Regions from separate parts of the Hordeum vulgare genome. Here region 1 is linked to region 2. Evidence: chromatin contacts called from public Hi-C data. All regions are on one chromosome and are shown on one strand. The core of a region is the stretch at or near the end of the contact, and the rest is flanking DNA. Distances in the headings are between cores, read along the strand shown.

What was found. A called contact is a pair of places that touch in the nucleus more often than the background predicts.
Region 1: a contact with region 2 is called in a Hi-C map of seedling, with 2.0 times the contacts expected there. The contact joins the promoter of LOC123449291 here to the promoter of LOC123449287 in region 2. A contact is called at or near these places in 2 of 6 Hi-C or Micro-C datasets (leaf and seedling).

What each region holds. Positions count from the first base shown.
Region 1 is chr4H:530,043,567-530,049,738 of MorexV3_pseudomolecules_assembly, forward strand. LOC123449291 (tubulin alpha-2 chain) reads left to right here and starts at 1,378. Exons shown (of 5, transcript XM_045126448.1): 1 at 1,378-1,912; 2 at 2,360-2,574; 3 at 3,199-3,398; 4 at 3,516-4,024; 5 at 4,135-4,637. The coding sequence starts at 1,800. The coding sequence ends at 4,447.
Region 2 is chr4H:529,803,190-529,810,163 of MorexV3_pseudomolecules_assembly, forward strand. LOC123449287 (3-ketoacyl-CoA synthase 6-like) reads left to right here and starts at 3,556. Exons shown (of 2, transcript XM_045126444.1): 1 at 3,556-4,564; 2 at 4,762-5,856. The coding sequence starts at 3,833. The coding sequence ends at 5,535.

The DNA.
Region 1 (6,172 bases), core at 128-2,627, 240 kb after region 2:
ACCGACTGGGCAAGCCGGATGTGATCCAACTCACGACCAAGTGGACGAGAACCTAAGGGGTCGCGCACTTAAGTGTAAGGAACATGTGAGGTCGGTTCCGGTGCGCGAGTCAGATGTGATCCTACTTGGACCCGGATCGAGGCTGAACAAAGTTTGGGATTTAGGGTCCATGTGGGACCCAAGTATTGAGCCCGTGATGGATGCCTATATATAGTGGTGGTGCAGCGCATGTATTTAGTTGGTCACTTTGGCGTCGTCACTAGGGCTTTGCATGTGTTGCAACTAGCCACTCCACTCGTCGTCGGATATGCGATCGGACCTAGCAATCCATCGCAGGATGTTCCTCCTGCAAGCGGAGATATCATTAAAGGCGTTGCATTTGCGCTGCTCCAGCTAATCTGTTCGTGGGATCCGATCGGCTATGTTGGAGACCATGAGGAGGAGACGACTTCGGTGACGCGATGCCACGACACTTTTTTCGTTGCACGGGACTGCATGTCTAATGGTAATGATCCATGATCCATCTTTGTAGCATGTTGGTGGTGTACTGCGCGTAGGAATTTTTTTATATTGCGACCGATACACTTGTAGCCCAACATCGTGGAGGTGGACACACTCTTTACAAACATCAAGTCCGACGAGGAGCCGAAGTTGCGGGAGGCGCCATCCACTAGAAGGCAGGTCCATCTAGCACTACCGACAAAGAGATAGTCGACATCTTGAACGACGAGTAAAGTAGGCTACGTTTATCTATGTACTCAATCTCTAAAGATATATAAAAGCATTTGGATCACTACTTTAGTGATCTAAACGCTCTTATATTTCTTTACGAAAGGAGTACTCCCTCCATCACAGTTTATAAGGCGTGCACGTGTATCTAGATCATCAATTTAACTTATATAAAATATATTGTTTAACACAAAAATTATATCATTAAAAAATAGAACATCTAAAGTTTCTAATGATATATTTTTTGTAATATATGTCTTTTATTAAGTTGATCAAATTGACGACCTAGATACACGTGCAAGCTTTATAAACTGAAACGGAGGGAGTACTATATTCCATGATTTCGTAAAAGACGGGTCCATTCAACACCGTCGGCACGGAATTCCTCAACATCTTGGACGACGAGTAAAATAAGCTATGTTGCATGACTTCGTATAGATTCGAAAAGTGAAGTTTGAGATATATATAGTTGCACTGAAGAAAAAATGAGCGCTGACCAGTCACTCTTCATAAACACCCCCATAGACGTTTTGGGGCATGCTCTTATATGAGCCGACTCCTATTGTGGTAAAGTGGTGCCGGCGGCTAATTCCAACTATGATGGCTGTGTGCCTTCGTACTGAAGATTGCCAGCGCCGGAATATCATTGAACTCATTAGTGGACGCCCGGACGGCGCCATCGACCACAGAGTTTTGCTGCGGGGTATGGCGGCAGCGACCCATCGTCCCTTCGTTATGGTGGTGAGTGGTGACAGCATTCGTTTTGGCACCGGTGGTGGGAAGTGGAGCGAGACATGGTCCAGGTCGTCCACGCCCAGTGATTTTGTCCCTACGACGGGTGGCTTTCCCGTCCGACGTGCGGTGTAATCCATCCATCGCTTTCCGCTAGCTCACGAGTCCGGTAACGCCGCTGTGCAGCTTCCCTTCTTCTCTCCTCCAACCTTTTCCCCCTGTTCTGCAAAAGCCCTTTCCGTTCCCTTCTGGCTGCTTCCTCCTGCAGGTGCTACTTCTGAGCTTCCGAGGCGACACAGCTGCAGAAGAGCAGAGCAAACAGAGCTGGTCAGAGAGAGATGAGGGAGATCATCAGCATCCACATAGGGCAGGCGGGCATCCAGGTGGGGAATTCCTGCTGGGAGCTCTACTGTCTCGAGCATGGCATCCAGCCCGACGGCCTCATGCCCAGGTGAGCTACCCCTCTGTCCCGATTCGCGCACCTGTTAAGGCTTTTCCTTCCAGAGCTCTGAGAAACAATGATCCGTGGAAATCTTGATTGGAATTCTTCTCCTGAAAAAGAAGAATTTGTTTTGATACCAATTCTGTCTGATGGCGTTCTTGAATGGCGCGGCTGATGAACATGTGTAACACCCGGGACATTTTTGTTAGATGGATTCGATAATCTGGTTTAATTTTAGCGTGCCCCTGAGTTGCGCAGCCCAGATAATTGTTAGTGGTTTGGTGACACAGCTTGCTTCAGAATCAATTTTGGTTTTGCATGATCGAATCTCAAAAGACTTAGTGCCAGTTCTATGGAACAATCTTCATGAGGATACATGCTAGGCTTTGCTTGTACGAACGATAATAATCCTACTTTACAATACCAAAACCTAAAGTTCTTGCCACCGGCTTGCAGTGATACCTCGGTTGGGGTTGCAAAGGATGCATTCAACACCTTCTTCAGTGAAACGGGTTCAGGGAAGCACGTTCCGAGGGCCTTGTTCGTCGATCTGGAGCCCACGGTCATCGACGAGGTGAGGACGGGGGCATACCGCCAGCTCTTCCACCCCGAGCAGCTCATCTCCCACAATGAAGATGCTGCTAACAACTTTGCCCGTGGACATTACACAGGTACACCATGCTTCGACCTCAGCTACCTCTTTTCCGAAAAGATCTTTTCTGAACACCAGCTATTTAGAAGTCAACTGAGCAATTCTTATTTATAATTCGACAATCTTGAACGTTGATCGTCGATTCGTTGTCTAAAAACTTGGGTAGTTGAACATTTTATAATTCCTGTGCTACCTTATGTTTGGAAATGAGCAACTGGTCAGTTTTTTTGCCAGGTGTGCATAGTTTAGTTGGTTATTTTTAAGACGGTTGAGAAATTGAAGATATAGTTTTCTTATCGTCTATTAAGATAGTAAAAGTTTATCCAAGAGTCCATATGGAATGTCGAGCTCAGAAGCGTTATACTGAATTTCAGTACTATAAATAATGTGTACTGAAAATGTCTCTATTTATAACGATCTTCACGAACTGCAAGCAACATGCTAGAGGTGTCAGGTGGGAGTCATATCCATAATCTAATTATTTCATGCTGAAATTTAGTGCTCATACAAGGAGTAGAACACCCTTTCATCCTTGAGGCAACCCAATTTAACTATTTAAATGTCATGCTTGGGAAACAGCCCTATATATATGCTCCTACTAACAAAATACTCCTTTATTTAAACCCTGTTTCTAATGCTTCAGTTGGAAGAGAGGTAGTGGACCTTTGCCTTGACCGGATCAGAAAATTGGCTGACAACTGCACTGGCCTCCAAGGTTTCTTGGTTTTCAATGCTGTCGGTGGCGGAACTGGCTCAGGACTTGGCTCATTGCTTCTGGAGCGCCTATCGGTCGACTATGGCAGGAAATCCAAGCTCGGTTTCACTATCTATCCTTCACCACAGGTACTACTCCATCTGTATTTATTTGCTTTGCATATTAGCTTTGTCCCAAGTCAAATTTTAGAAAATTTGAGCAAGTTTCAGCTAGGCCATTTTCGCTGAAACCATTGCTTGTTTCAGATTTCGACGGCCGTCGTCGAGCCTTACAACAGCGTGCTCTCTACCCACTCGCTGATCGAGCACACCGACGTGGTGGTTCTCCTGGACAACGAGGCCATCTACGACATCTGCAAGAGGTCCCTGGACATCGAGCGCCCGACCTACACCAACCTGAACAGGCTGATATCCCAGGTGATATCGTCCCTGACCACCTCCCTGCGGTTCGACGGCGCCATCAACGTGGACATCACCGAGTTCCAGACCAACCTGGTGCCGTACCCGAGGATCCACTTCATGCTCTCCTCCTACGCGCCCATCATCTCCGCGGAGAAGGCCTTCCACGAGCAGCACTCTGTCCCCGAGATCACCAACACCGTGTTCGAGCCGTCGAGCGTCATGGCCAAGTGCGACCCCCGGCACGGCAAGTACATGGCGTGCTGCCTCATGTACCGCGGCGACGTCGTGCCCAAGGACGTCAACTCCGCCGTCCACTCCATCAAGACCAAGAGGACCGTGCAGTTCGTCGACTGGTACGTCGCGAAATCTCTTCTCGGGTTCCTTCATTGTTACATCACCTGGCATTGAGACTCTGTTTTCAACTCTGTTCTTGCTTTGCTGCTGGGTGCAAATTAAATTAAAGGTGCCCGACTGGGTTCAAGTGCGGGATAAACTACCAGCCGCCGACGGTGGTTCCGGGAGGGGACCTGGCCAAGGTGCGGCGGGCGGTGTGCATGATCAGCAACAACACGGCGGTGGCCGAGGTCTTCTCGCGCATCGACCGCAAGTTCGACCTCATGTACGCCAAGCGCGCGTTCGTGCACTGGTACGTCGGGGAAGGGATGGAGGAGGGGGAGTTCTCGGAGGCCAGGGAGGACCTGGCCGCGCTGGAGAAGGACTACGAGGAGGTCGGAGCTGAGGGTGAAGACGACGACGACGAAGTTGATGAGTACTGAGTTGATCGGTCGTGCTTAATTTGGGTGGCAGTGTTGTGCACTTCTATGCCGTTCCTTCTTCTCTGTCCCTGTTTTGCTGTTGCATCTGTGATGTTCGGTGGTTAGCAGAGTAAAAAACTTGTCAGATTGATTCGTATGCTCTGACGGTTCAGTGCCACATAATAATGAACGAAGAGTTTTTGTACTGTAAGAAATTGCAGGTATGACTTCCTTTGTTTTGTTGTGAAAGCAAAGCATGTAGTCAAATTTTATTAGCACAACCGAACATAAGATTGATAATGGCCTCTTCCTGCGCACAGAAATGACATTGTTCATTTCCAACCCAGCCTCTCTTGATCAGGTTATCTTTGATAAGTATGCTACTTCTAAGCATGAGCCAAGCCAAAGAATTTTTTTTTGATCTTCAGATCAAAGGGATCATCAATTTCCATACGAATCTGTATCCAACAAGATCATTCCCTTTCAGTTGAAGGTAACAGTGAACTTTTGTTTGCTCCCAATCTTCGATGCCACTCAATCTTATCTCCACTCAGTGACACATTATCCACCAACTCCTTGAGCTTCCTCCACTAATCTGTAGTCTCTCCATGTAAAAAGTTCTTCTGAATTTGAACAGATCCCATCCTTCAGCTTTAGCTTCTTTCAGAGTAACTTCACTGGTAAAGCATACATCATACGACCAAAGTAATTCATCTCCAGTCCAATATCTTGGCAAAATAATGTTTTAGGCCCATCTCTAATAACCTTCTTAGCATATTGCTGGAATATGAACTAGACTCCCATCAGGCTTTGCCAAAAATGAGAGCCACCAGGTGCAGTTCCAATCTCTGACAAGGTTTGGTTCTGAAGGTACTTTTTATACAGTATTTGCTGCCATATCCCTTCAGAAATCTCAAGCCTCCAAAGCTATTTGCAAGTAAGGCTTTTGTTCATGGTTTCAAGATCCAGAACACCCAAGCCCTCACAATCCTTAGGCATGCATACACTGGGCCAGTTAACTGAATGATATTTCCTTTTTTTTTGTTCTCTTGCCACACCATCCTTGCTCTTGGGGTGTCCATTTTCTTCAGCGTCCCCTTTGGTGCTTCCAAGAGAGATAGCATATACAGGGGTATGCTACTGAGACAGGAATTAGTCCATTTTCTTCAGCGCACCCTTTAGTGCTTTCACCCTACCATTTCTTTCGAGATAATTGTAGGGCAGTATCACACTTGGACACGCTGTGACGGATAGGTACCAATAGTCATTTTTTTTGCATGTCAGTACCATTTTGGAGACTAATTGTTGCAATACGGTCTGATAGCGTATAAACTCGTATTGACGCAGTATCTGACGTACCGGGCCCGCATGTCAGTTGGCACGGTTCGAACCGGTTCGATCGGTTGATCTTTGTGTCTGGCTCGGACCAAGTCGACCGAGCGAGTCACCTCCTCCCCCTTTCTTCTCTCCTCGCACTCCCTCACCTCTGCTCCTCTCGTCGCCGAATCTCGTCCGCCGCCACCCCCTCCGCCGCGCCATGGTTTATGAGGATGAGAGTAGCAACGACTGTCGAGCCTGGACATCAGCTCTTCCTCCGACGGCATGATGTACCGGGTAAGTTGTAGAGCTAGGGTTAGGGTTTCTGTTTCTTCAAATTGGGATTTCTCTCTGATTTTTGGTTGGTTCTTTAGATCCCTGCTAGCATCGACGATGAACACTACATGGGCATCGAGAATTCGGCCTTGG
Region 2 (6,974 bases), core at 2,306-4,805:
ATATTTAGTGTTATGAGGGGACCCAGCTAGCAGCTTCTCCGGCCAGCAAGAGGGCCCCTCAACTGAGAAGTCTTGTCGCCTGCGGGTCCCGCCGTCTGTCGGGTCCCATCGAGTGCTCGGACCCGCTGGCGCTCCACTGGGATTGGTGCATGCTCTCCACGCTCGGCGTGGACTACACTGTTGCCGTTGTCTTACGGATCCCGGTCGTGGTTAGCGGTACGCCCGCCTTTAGTGTAGCCACGCCGGGACAGGTAATCGAGTGGGTGGAGGCGTGCAGGAACTGTGCGAGGCTGATAGATCGTAGCCGGCGCCGGTCAGTGGTACGACCGCCTTCACTGTAGCCGCATGTATGTTAGCCTGTGGTACCCGAGCTGACACCCTCTTGCCTTTAGTCATGAGCCCATGTATCATCAGAGGGGCTGATGGGACTGATGCTCGCCGCCCACCACACGGCTGGCCGTTTGGCCGGATGCCGGGTAGCGCGTCCCTAGCCGGCATGGGCACCATTTCCGGCCAGGGAGGAGCCGACATACGAGGCAGCATTTGCCCCGTATGGAGCTAGTGTGCGAAGGAGTAGGCCCGATGAGCCTACCCCGGGGTTATCCTCCCGTCACATTGCGTCCTTGGTTTCCCCATTTTATGGGCGAGCACCTGGTGATGGATGCGGAGCTCCTGGTGAAGGGTGCAGAGCGCCTGACACAGGAGGTTCTCCTGGCGAAGGATGTTGAGCTCTGTGCCAAGGACGACGAGGTCCTCCGTCAGCACCGAGAGTTGGCGGTGCTTTGGAAGCTGCTTGAGTCAAATACTAATTCCCTTGAGAACGCGAAGTCATTCTTTGATAAGGCAGCGAATGCGCTAGGCAACCAGATGTCCCTGTTGCTTAGCTAGGTAGAGAGTGAGCGGTCCGAGAAGGAGGAGGCCCAGGATCGCCTGAATCGCTTGCTGGACCAAGTTGCCTTGCAAGTGTTGCTGTTATGTGACGTGTACCATTGTGTAGGTGCCACCTTGCCGGCCGTGGGGACAACCCCTTATAACCATCTCGTTGACTTCCACGAGCTGCAGCTTCCCGACCTGATCTATTTTTTCACCTACATGGACGACGAGCTGGACTATCTTGGCTCGAATGTTCGGATATTGATGCGCATGGAGGGCGTGCGTGCTATCATCTCCGTTGCGGGGTGAATCCTCTCCGGGCTGCGTCACCGAGTCCACTTTTTTCCATTGGACGACGTCTTCGACGAGCTGGCTTCGACCGATCAAAAGCGGGAGCTATGGGCGGTGCCATCCTGCCTCTGCCGTGTCGTTGTACTGGAGAAGGAGAGGGACTTCCGTCCTCTTTAGAGTATCTACAGCCGAACATATTTAATATGACCCCTTACGCGCCCGGTCGGTGACCAGGCGTGTCCCCTATTTGTCCGTCCATGCAGCCACACTCCTTATTTTCTTCCTCATATGTCCGGCCACTTGCACGTGATTGGTGGAGAGGAAGAGAGAGAAAGAAAAGGATGAATAAAGAAAAGACAAAGGTGGTCCGGGGTGGGGTTGCGTCCTATGTGGCGGACTGATCGGGATTGCGGGGGCGCATTCGCGAGCCCTCATATCCTCCCCATATTTGAGGTGGATATGAGGATTCGCGGACAGCCCGAGCATATAGGGACGATATGAGGGGTCCGATTGGGTCACTTTTTTCCTTATCTCTCTTGACAGGTCATTGACTGGGCGCGTCCGTAGGCGTACGAGGAGTCATTTGAGGGGTCCGGTTATAGATGCTCTTAGGCGTCATTCTACTTGTCTTGTTAGCTTTCTATGTGTTCAATCTTATCTTCTATGATGTTATGCGCTTCTTTTGTGTTATGAAGTTATGCAGACTCCTTTTGTAATCATGAATTAGTGTTGGGCCTCCTTTTGTGTTCTAAATTTAGTTGCAAGCTTTCCTTGTTTGTTCATTTGTTAATTTTAAGTGTTTGCACTTCTTTCGTGTTGCCGGTTTTGAGCTGGGATGTTATTCGTACTAGAATATTCAAATAGAGCGCCTAATTGTAGGAACTACATAGGACACCTCATGCATAGTCTCAAGTTTGACCGCCTAATATTGAAAATGCCACATGCGAGAACTCCGAAAATACTGACGCAAAAGAAGAAGAAAAAACACAAATCAGGCGTGTCCTTATAGTCTACTTAGTCTTCAAGGATCTTGGTCGACTAGGCTTTCTCAAGGCGAGCGGTGATGGGCTCTTTCACCTCCTCACGACGTTGGCGGAGCTTGGCATTGTCCATGCAAGCGCCCATGAGCTCTGTCGCGTCCTGCCAAACGGTTTCAGGAAAAAGGGGTTTCAAAAGCAAAATAGGACGAAACAAATGGCACCGGGACCCACACAACAGTCATAGAGTAATGAAAAGCGAGAACGTCTCAAACTTTAATTCAATCCTGACAAGTTTTCCTTTTTGCAGTTAAGCGCCTAGTGAGCACGCGCGGCGACGTGCAGCGCGGGCCCATAAAGTTGTATCACGCCTAACGGATATGCGTGTCATTGGAGCACACCGGACTATCCAATATGTTGGTGTGCTGCATATACGAAAGCAACTAGTAGTTCGATATATCACATGATTTAAACGAGTCAGGCATAGAAACGCAACTCATCCAGCCATATCACGTCGACCGGGTTGGCGTGTTCAATGTTTGCCACGCTGGGGCCGATCTTCGTCGACAGTCAAAAGCGCTAAGATGGAAGACGTGCATACATATACATTACACGTCGGACGGGTAGACACAATAGGCGGGATGAGACGACAAAATAATTTTTTTGGGGGTCAGCGCACAACATAAGATCCTTTCAGAGGCCATTTAGTAAAAATAATACCCGGCCATGTAAGCTCTGGCGGAGCTTCCTTAGGGCCAGCCATGGCCCCCCTGCTTGTGTAGTTTTCTTATATTATTAGCACATAATTAGACAAGATGATGGTGTTTTGCCCAATCTTTAATTGAATAGCCCCTTCTACATGAATTAGCCCCTTCTATAATTCTGATCAAGCTCCGCCACTGCATGCAAGTAATGGATAACTGGCCCGTTGGTTGAGTTAGTAGTACGACTAATAATATGAGTTTCATTCATGTTCATGTGCATCTAACAATGACTTGTAAAAATAATACCTGATCATGCAAGTGCTGGATAACTGGCCCGATGGTTGAGTTAGTAGTACAACCAATAATGTGAGTTTCATTCATGTTCATGTGCATCTAACAATGGCTTGTAAAATTCCAGAGGTACGGTCGTTCTATGCTGAAAGAAATACGGCCACCCTCCTAAAACGAAACGGTCCGTGTTGAAGCGTGTTGGCGTTGAGCGTCGCCCTACCTAGCAGACGGGCGATGGAAACGGCGCAGAGGCTGGAGAAAGCGACCCCCGTCCAGGACCAGGAGGAAGACTGTAGTCGCACGCAGCAGAAGATCCCGCGCCCGTGTATGAGCGCCAACGAGCTCACTCTCCTCCGCTACTCCGGTTGGTGGCGGTAGCCAGTCTCCTCATTTAAACTGCCCATCTGCCCCAGCCCTCCGCCCCGCCACTCTATTAAACCCCACCACGCCACCACCACCTCTGCAACCGCTCCGCCCGGCATCCCGGCATCGCATCCAGCCCCACATCCCACCCCCAGCACCGTGAACGCATACGTGTGCCGCGTCCACCCCCAGCGGTGCGCCGCAGAAACAGGCAGGCAGGCAGCTCTGCTCCCCTCGGTGCACGGCGGGACGGAAGCCAGCCAGCCAGCCAGCCAGAGAGCCGTGACGTACGGGCTAGCGGGGGCGCGCGCGGGGGGGCTGTAAGTAGCGCGGATGGACCGAGCGATCATGCCGAGCGCGCTGGGGAGCGGCTTGGCAGGGTCGGTGAAGCTCAAGTACGTGAAGCTGGGGTACCAGTACCTGGTGAACCACTTCCTCACCCTGCTGCTGGTGCCGGTCATGGCGGCCACGGCGCTCGAGCTGGCGCGCCTCGGCCCCGACGAGCTGCTCACGCTCTGGCGCTCCCTCCACCTCGACCTCGTCCACATCCTCTGCTCCGCCTTCCTCGTCGTCTTCGTTGCCACCGTCTACTTCATGTCGCGCCCCAGGCCCGTCTTCCTCGTCGACTACTGCTGCTACAAGCCCTCCCCGAGCTTCAGGGTGCCCTTCACCACCTTCATGGAGCACATCAAGCTCATCTCCAACAACGACAAGAGCCTCCGCTTCCAGACCCGCATCCTCGAGCGCTCGGGCCTCGGCGAGGAGACCTGCCTCCCGCCGGCCAACCACTACATCCCGCCCAACCCCAGCATGGAGGCGTCCCGCGCGGAGGCGCAGCTCGTCATCTTCAACGCCATCGATGACCTCGTCCGCCGCACCGGGATCAAGCCCAAGGACATCGACATCCTCGTCGTCAACTGCAGCCTCTTCTCCCCCACGCCGTCCCTCTCCGCCATGATCATCAACAAGTACAAGCTACGCAGCAACATCCGCAGCTTCAACCTCTCCGGCATGGGCTGCAGCGCCGGCCTCATCTCCATCGACCTCGCGCGCGACATGCTCCAGGTATGTAAACGTAAACCTTCTCCTTAATTAATTTGGTATATGGAATAGTACCAACTACCGGGAGACCGACTACCACCAAACCAATACACTCTTCACTCTTCACTCTTCTTCACAACTACAGTAGTAATTCGATCACCAGCTACTAGTGACATGTTGGTTGGGTATATATGGATCTGATCATCTGATCCAACCAATAGGTGCATCCCAACTCGAACGCTCTGGTGATCTCGACGGAGATCATCACGCCCAACTTCTACCACGGGAGCCGGCGGGACATGCTGCTGCCCAACTGCCTGTTCCGGATGGGCGCGGCGGCGATCCTGCTGTCGAACCGGCGGCGGGAGGCGCGGCGCGCCAAGTACAGGCTGGTGCACGTGGTGCGCACGCACAAGGGCGCGGACGACCGCGCGTACCGGTGCGTGTACGAGGAGGAGGACGACGAGGGGCACTCGGGCATCTCCCTCTCCAAGGAGCTGATGGCCATCGCCGGCGAGGCGCTCAAGTCCAACATCACCACCATGGGCCCGCTGGTGCTGCCCATGTCGGAGCAGCTGCTCTTCTTCTTCCGCCTGGTGGGGCGCAAGGTGATCAACAAGAAGTGGAAGCCCTACATCCCGGACTTCAAGCTGGCCTTCGAGCACTTCTGCATCCACGCCGGCGGCCGAGCCGTCATCGACGAGCTGCAGAAGAACCTGGAGCTGTCGCCGCGGCACGTGGAGGCGTCGCGGATGACGCTGCACCGGTTCGGCAACACCTCCAGCAGCTCGCTCTGGTACGAGCTCGCCTACATCGAGGCCAAGGGCCGCATGCGCAAGGGCGACCGCGTGTGGCAGATCGGCTTCGGCAGCGGGTTCAAGTGCAACAGCGCCGTCTGGAAGTGCCTCCGCACCGTCAACACGCCCACCGACGGGCCATGGGACGACTGCATCCAGCGCTACCCCGTCCACATCCCGGAGGTCGTCAAGCTCTGACGGACGGGCTCGCCGCCGGCGGTCGCATGCACCGCCGTATCCTTCCCTGAGTCGCCTGCATGTACGTACGTGTCCCCCAAAACCTGGAGCTCCGTGGGGGGGCCCCGACCAAATTAAACCAGTCTCTCTCCTTCGCTTTTTCTTTTCCTTTTTGTTTCTCTATTTATTTATGTTTTCTTCGCGATAAATTAAATTAAATGGATACTCGTGGGATGCGTCCACACAAGGAGGGGATCGGATCATTCACAAGGAGGTTGATTAATCGGCTACACGTATATTTATATTGGATTGGACGACGCTAACGTGGGCGTGGTTGTTAAATTGTTTGTGTCACAGATTTTCACTGCAGTGAAAGGAATACTTTCATTGCATGCTCGCTCCTGATTTGTAAGCCTCCCTTCATGCATGACTTCTTCTCGTGCATGCATGCATGTACCGCTCGGTATTGCTTATACTAGGTCAGATGATGTAGTAACTGTCAGAGCAATACTGTTTGGTGTCAGCAGTTGAGTGTCATTCGAGGTTTCAGTTCTTATGCATGAGTATACTTCTCTGCATATGTTCTGTAAGCGCAATCACGAGGTACTCATGAATTCATGGTCGTATTAATCGGAATAATAAAACTCACCATCCATATAAGAGTACTACATTAGTACCAAAAACAAAAATACATTTGCACCATGAGCGAGCCTTTTCATCGATTCCCATTAAAGAAACCGGCAACAAAGTTATTACAGGAGGCAATTAGCTCGCTAACTAGGACCAAATACGCGCGGATAAATCCGATTGGTGGGGTTCAACATCCATTTCCAAGTCAGAGTGAGCTCTGTATTTTAAAAAAAAAAAAAATGAAACTCCATGGGCACTAGCATCCACGGTTTATTGATATAGAAGAAGCATCCCTCATGAGAATTCCAGAAATTCGTCTCTGACAGAGAATCGAACTCTGGTCGTTAGGTTTACAATCATGCGCCCCCAACCACTGGTATTTTACTAGAGCTTACTCTGACTTGGAAACGGATGTGCTGAAAGAAATGCCGCGACTCTGACTGGGAAATGCGCGTACAGGTGTCCCCTCTTGGTACTAAGTTCGACTTTCTTCGAGATGTTTATGTGTCGTTTGCACGAGCTGCATGGTTAAAGGAGGAGGAGTAAGTACAGTACGTAATTAGTAAATGCAGTTGAGTTGCAGCGGCGACAAGTTTGCCTGAACAGAAGAGGCCCTTTCCTTGGAACAGGAGAAGAGAGAGGCTTTCAGAGATCGGGAGCCAGCCAGCCAATCAATCAATCGTCTGTTTCAGCTCTCTACCGCCCGCCTGCCGGAGCACGCACGCAAAGAAGACAGAATTCACGGAGCTGGCGGGCCGCGTATTTATGGCGGCAATGAGCTGATGATGATACGACTAGAACTACTGCCATGGCTGGCCATGTGACCGGCC